Regions from separate parts of the Mus musculus genome. Here region 2 is linked to region 1. Evidence: chromatin contacts called from public HiChIP or PLAC-seq data. All regions are on one chromosome and are shown on one strand. The core of a region is the stretch at or near the end of the contact, and the rest is flanking DNA. Distances in the headings are between cores, read along the strand shown.

Region 1 (3,348 bases), core at 761-3,260:
GGGTCGTGGCACAGACGATGGGCCGCCAGTTTGGAAGGAAACGAGAACGCTTTGGGGCAGTGCGGGCAAGGGTAGGGGCGGGCGTCGGTGGCGTGGTGCGTGTGGCGGTGGGCCGCCAACTTGGACGGGTAGCAGAAGGACTTGGGGCAATCGGGGCACGGGTAGGGACGGGCGGGTGCGTGCGTCCAGAGATGCGCCGCCAGTTTGGAACGGTGGCCGAAGGCCTTGGGGCAGTGCGGGCAGGAGTGCGGGCGAGCTCCGCTGTGCGTGAGGCGGTGCGCAGCCAGCTTGGACGGGTAGGAGAAGGCCTTGGGACAGTCGGGGCACGGGTGCGGGCGGGTGCCGCCGTGCGCTAGCCGGTGCGTGGCCAGCTTGGATGGGTACGAGAAGGCCTTGGGGCAATCCGGGCAGCGGTGCGGGCGCTGGGGAGGGGGCCGCCGGCGGGGCCGGGAGGGCACGCTCCCAGAGGCAGCGGGCTGGTTGGGCCTCGGCAGGTCCTGGTGTGGGGCTGGGGGACAGGAGAACTGGTGGGCTTCTAGAAACAGGCACACCCTGGGTCCAGGCCAGGCTCCACCTCCCAACACTCTGTATAAAGCAGGGCCTCACCATGTAACCTTGGCTGGCCTGGAACACTCTCTGTAGACCAATTGGCCCCAAACTCACAGGGATTCCCTCTGCCTCTACCTCCTGAGCGCTGGAACTAAAGGTGTGCGCCACCACGTCGGGCCCTGTCATCTCTTAATACTAGAGGGGTATCTCAAAGTGTCCGAGGAGGCAAGTGTCACACTGGTGTCCCACTCGAGGACATTTCTGCTTGCCCTCTGACCCCACGTCCTATGAGCGCCTCAAAGAGTTGCCAAGCCAGTGCCGAAAGCTTCTAAAGTGTCCATTTCCAACACTACCCATAATCCCCCACAATCTGCTAAGGGTAGTGGTGGTGGTGGCCCCAATGGTCATTACGTTGGTTCTCCTGGGCTGTCACTCCTGGGGAATGATCCCTATGAGAACCTGGGCTGCTCTCACCTTTGGTCTCCGGGTCCTGACAGGTGGGACTAGGTTCCGAGGCCCTGACCTCGGACTTCACGCTTCCACCCAGCATCTTGCTGGCAGAGGGACCAAGGGGCAGCTGGGCAAGGGGCGAGGATGGCGCCAGTGGTTAACAAGTTCATGGAGACAGGGGTGCGGGCCTAAAATCAAAAGGCCAGTCTGTTTAGAACCAGGCTGTTGGTTAAGTCTAGTCCTAACTCAAGAGCAGAAGGCTGGAAGGTGGAGCCTAAGTACACACTAGGAGGGGATATGAAAATAAAACCAAGAGATAATCTTTTCACTGGGTGGGGTGGGGCTATCTCAGAGTGGGCGGGACCGCTAAATCTGGAGTGGGCGGGGCTATACAAAAAGAGCAGTCAGTGGCCCGGCCACCCAAGCCCAGGGGCTGGTCTTTGAGCGCAGTGGGTGTGCCCTTGGCCACCCTGTCCCAGAAGCGCTTTGGGTACAGTGGAAGGGATTCTAGTAGAAAGGGGGGCTTACCCTGTCTTTAGTCTCAGCCTACTGATGCTGTGTCGCTAAATCGCATCTCTGGCATAGAACTGGGGACTCAGAGAATTAGGGAAACCTGGAGAAAAAGACGAAAGGAAGGTGTGGCTTATAGAACCACCTAGAGACCCAGAATATAGACTTTCATGGAGGGAGTCCCAAACGTCTGGCATCGCATGCACTCCTCAAAAACCAGAGCACCGAGATCCATATCTACCCTTCGCGGAGAGATCCTAGCGGCCAGCCCCCAATCCATCTCCAGGAGACCAGGACCCAGCCCTTCTCACCTGCAGGGCGGTCCCTCCCCGGGGGTGGGGCTCCGGAACCCTCCCGTCTCAATTAAGCCTCGTGAGCTACCTTGTAGCCCTCGGACCTGCACCTCCCAGCGGGCGCTGGGACGCCGTTGGAGGAGAGAAGAGCGGGAAGGAGATTGCCGAGCCGTAGGGCCCAGCTTCACTTCCATCCCCTCCTCCCATCCGGGGCTGGAGGGGGCGTCGGCACGCATGCGCACTCTCGGCCAGCAAGAGGCTGCAGAGGGGGAAGATGTGATGGAAGGAGGGAATGACTGAACCACCCAGCTGGCAAGTTAGTGAGCAAGCGCGAAGCTATCCGCCTAAGGATCCTAGCTAGGAAAGTGCACATCTGTAAGGATGTGGTTAATCCCTCCTGTTTTCTCCTTCCTGTGATAGGGTCTCAAGTAGCCCAGGCTAGCATCAAACTCCCTACATAGCCGAGAATAGCCATGAACTGGTAGTCCTCATGTCTTCACCTCCCAAGTGCCTTGCTAAGACAGACTGCACAGGCCCGCTCCCCCACCCCTTCCCCACATTCCCACTCCGGTTTCTTTTTGTTACTGCCCCTGTTATTTTCTTTCAAATGTTAATTACATTTAGTTACTTGTTTGTCATTGTGGATGTGTTTGAGTGTGGTGGTCAGAGGACAACTTGTGGACTCTTGTGGACTCTTGTGGACTCAGTTCTCACTTTCCACCTTGTGGGTCCCAGGAATCGAACTCAGATCTTCACGCTTGGCTGCAGCTGCCTTTAACCACTGAGGTGTCTCTTTGGCCTTGCATTGAGAATTCCATGTATAGTCTGAATTCAGCCTTTGGGAGCCGTTCAAAAAGCTCAGGTCGATTCGATTCTATTCCTCCAAGCCTTTACAGAAAGTTTGGCTATTTCTTCAGAAAGGGCAAGGGGCAGTACTCAGTTGACCCCCCGAAGGCACTTGCATAGTACTTTAGGCACCCTTCACCGACATTTACCACGCCTAGCACCCCGTGCTACCTACTGCCCCTCCCTAGGTGGCCTAGGAGTGCCAGGCCAAGGGTGACATTGAGTGCTTGGCCTACTTCCAGGCAGCGACAGTACAACTTCCTGCCCAGCGCTAGTATGCCTGTGATGTGCTCATAAAAGTCCTCCGCACTCAGCCGGATAATCCATGACGTCTGGTCAACCCTGGGAGTCACGGGAGTTATTTGGTGGGGCTGAGTAACTGGTTTGCGCTGGACTCTGCCAATTTCTAGTCGTGTGACGATGAAGAAGTCACCTTACAGTTATGGGCCTCAGTGTCTTATATTATATAAGTATATTAGAGAACCAATGGAAACCGGCTTAAACATTGCTATTGTTCAGGCAGTGTTGCTTTTTTTTTTTTGACACAGGGTCTTGCTACATAGCTCTGGCTATAGAGCAGGCTGGCCTCCAAGACACAGAGGTCTGCCTGCCTCTGCCTCTGCCTCCCCAGTGCTTGAATCAGTGGTATGCACCACCAAGCCCTGCTCCAGCTAGTGCTGTTAAGCACTGAGTCTCTCTC
Region 2 (3,351 bases), core at 588-3,087, 1.1 Mb after region 1:
CAGAGAGCGACTCATGAGACTCCCAGCCAGCCCTGAACAGTCAAGAGAGACCCCAGACCTAGGCAGATACCTCCACCATCAGCCTGATGCTCCTACCTCAAAGTCAGGGGTCTCAGGCTCCCCCAGGCCAGCACTCACTGAAGGAAGAGGTGGGAGAAGAAGCTGCCAGCCTCTGGGGGACTCTGCAAAGGCAGTTTCTGGGAAGGGGGTTCCCAGCTCTGGCTTCTCAGACCTGGGAGCCAGGAGGTCACAGGTTATGCTTGGCAGTAAGGGTTGCTGGAGTTCCTGTATGCTGGAGTTGTCCATGGTTGTGGAGGCTGTGGTAGAGGGCCCTGGAGACAGAAGGAAGCAAATGCAAATTTCAAAAGTCTTGCCTTCATCCATCACCCTATGCCTATGGGCTCTGGACAGATGAGAGAGCTCAAAACACCTTCTCTTCACTTTACAGATAGAAAAACAGATTTTGAGAATAGAAAGGAGGTTGCCTAGTTCATACACTATTCTGGGCCCCAGGTGATCAATTCTGGGATTAGATAGATAGATAGAGATGTGTGTGTGTGTGTATATACATATACACACATAAAGGTATTTAGGGCTGGAGAAATGTCATTTAAGAGCACTGGCTACTCTTCCAGAGGGCTCAGGTTCAATTCCTAACACCCACATGGTAGCTCACAACTGTCCAGTTCCAGGGATCCAACACCCTCACACAGACATACATGCAGGCAAAACACCAATGCACATAAAATAAAAATAAATCATTTTTAAAAAGTATGTACCACTGGGCAGTTGTGGCATGCACCTTTAATCCTAGCACTTAGGAGGCAGAGGAACGCGAGTCTCTGTAAGCTCAGAACAGCCTGGTCTACAAGGCAAGTTCTAGGACAGCCAAGGACATACAGAGAAATCCTGTCTCGAGAAACCAAAAAATATGTAGTAAAAATACCTGTTGCACAATCATTGTAAACCACGTCTTACACACGTTTGTCCCATGAGTCCTCTACACACACACACACACACACACTTCCATCTCCAGGTTCACAGGTCCGCAGCCTTCCCCCTATAATGCACACATCCATCCCTCATCCCCAGTCACATATGAGCTCCACCCTAGTTCACACACCCCTAGCCCTCACTCACACTCAGTTCCCAGGGCCACTGTCACCCATCCCTTTTGAAGGTAAACCCACCCACACCCTGGCTCTGCCAAAGGTCTCCTTAAGCACATGCTGCAAAATTACAGCGACTCCCCTCAAAAACATGTCTGAGGCCGGCAGCGTTCTTACGTATCCTGTGTATCCCTGAGCCACCTTGCAGTCCTCACCGTTGTTGCATCTGAAACCGCAAACACCCTCACCATGCAGAAATCGCCACTGCTACGTTTCTCAGGTCTCATCCCTTCCATTGCACACCTGTCCAGCTCAACCGGTGTCGCACCTTGCCCCACACATCTCCCCACTGGCCGGCCTGTCGCCTTAGCTCTTCAGCATATGTACTGTTCACACTCAGCCAGAAAGATCCTTCTCATTCTATGATTCCCCCGCCCCAGGTCATTCCAAATCTAGCGCAGGTCCCCCGCCAAAGGTTCGCCTCCATCCTTTTCTCGCCCCCGCAACACCAGGACCCTGGGGGAGGAGCAATGTCCCCATCTATTCTCACCGCCCACGGTCAAGCGCCGGACATGGTTGGGTCTTGCAGGGCACCCACCTTGCCCTGCCGCCCAGAGATGGGCAAACCTGAACCCAGAGATCGGGCGTCCGGGCTACCCCGTACAGGGTCTGAATGCTGCTGAGCTGCGCTTGGGTCTCTGCGCCCCAGCCCCGCAGCGAGCTGGGGAGGAGAGAGGCGGGGCAATAGCTCCAGACTCCGCCCCTCCGCAGCGACCCGGGAGGGGGCCTCCGATTCTGGGGGTCCCAGAGCCAGCAGCTTCTCCCTTAAAGAGGCTGAAACCTGATGGTTGGAACATGGCTGGACCCCACATTACTCACCCAAAATGATGGCTCAACAATAATAATAACATCGACTACAGCTTTGTGCCTTATTCTAAGAGGTGCTTTAAATATACACAGCCACAGAACAATTCTAAGTAGCATGGTATATGGTCTTTTTTTACCCGGCAGCAAAGAGGCACAGAGAGGTGAAGTAACTGGTCTGAGAACACAGCTTGTTCAATGAGTGCGGATGCTACCCCTTGCCGGGTCCTGGTTGCATTCCCTTTAATTTGCAGATGAGGAAACTGAGGCCAGGACACTGGCTCCTGTGTTGACATAAACAAATGGGACCAGTGCCAACAGACTGTAACCCACAGCAGAATCCCCAGGGGGAGGGAAGAAGCTGAGGTAGGAAGGTTGAGCGAAGCTTCCAAGGACAGAGGCCGAGGAATGGTCTAGGATGGGATGCTATAAGCATCCTTCAGTGACGTTGGTGGTTGGTGGTGTCCAGGGTTGGGCTCTCTGCATACAGCTCCTTTGCAGGCATTCCAAGGCACTCGATGTGTGAACTTTGGACCATAGATAGTGTCATCTCTCTCTAAACCGAATTCCTTCATCTGGAAACTCGGGACATATGCCCATCCTCCTAGATGTGATAACAATTAAACATTTTTTTATGCCGAGTGTGGTGGCACACGCCTTTAATCCCAGCACTCGGGAGGCAGAGGCAGGCGGATTTCTGAGTTTGAGGCCAGCCTGGTCTACAAAGTGAGTTCCAGGACAGCCAGGGCTACACAGAGAAACCCTGTCTCCAAAAACAAAAACAAAAAAATTTTTATATTACATTTATTTCTTTTGTGTGGTGCACACATGCTATGTAGAGCAAGCATGTGTAGAAGTCAGTGGATGAATTGTAGGAGTTGGTTCTTTTCTTCCACCAGATATGTTCCTGGGATCCAACATAGATTATCAGGATTAGCAGCAAGCCCCCCTTTCCTCTGAGTCATTTCCACAGCCCGACATATGGATTTTAACTTAGATGTGACAACAAATGCCCACACATTTACCCAAAGTCTGGCAAAGTAAGCGCAGTGAACACATGTAATGTGTTTATCAATTTTATGATTTATAATACGTGTCCGTTCAACTGAAGAACGCTCCTGGCCCTCCAAGACATCCCCTCCTTCAGGAAGCCCACCCAGTTTGCACTGCCTCCCTTTCCTGCCGCCCTCCATCTGGCTAGACAGGAGGATTCCCGATGTGAGGCCGTGGAGTTCCCTAGCTCTAGGGTGCCAGGGAACTTTGCCAAGAGTCCAAACACTCAAGCTGGCACCGGCCCCACTCCCGGAGAGAGCAGATGGCGTCTGGGAGCATGCTTGGCTCAGTCTGAGTGTCTGGCACAGAGACCCACGGGAGGGAT

What was found. HiChIP or PLAC-seq counts read pairs in DNA pulled down with a chosen protein or histone mark.
Region 2: an HNF4G HiChIP or PLAC-seq map of pancreatic cancer cells shows a contact between it and region 1. The contact joins the promoter of Tmem91 here to the promoter of Zfp575 in region 1. A contact is called at or near these places in 2 of 39 promoter capture datasets (cranial neural crest and hippocampal neurons) and 3 of 115 datasets of contacts at active chromatin or transcription factors (extraembryonic endoderm stem cells, pancreatic cancer cells and thymic regulatory T cells).

Annotation. Positions count from the first base shown.
Region 1 is chr7:24,585,631-24,588,978 of GRCm38.p6, forward strand. It overlaps Zfp575 (zinc finger protein 575), which reads right to left and starts at 2,011. Exons shown (of 4, transcript NM_001033205.3): 1 at 1,821-2,011; 2 at 1,528-1,612; 3 at 1,024-1,187; 4 at 1-508. The coding sequence starts at 1,099. It also overlaps a transcript of Ethe1 not described here.
Region 2 is chr7:25,673,329-25,676,679 of GRCm38.p6, forward strand. Tmem91 (transmembrane protein 91) reads right to left here and starts at 1,838. Exons shown (of 4, transcript NM_177102.4): 1 at 1,708-1,838; 2 at 97-332. The coding sequence starts at 306.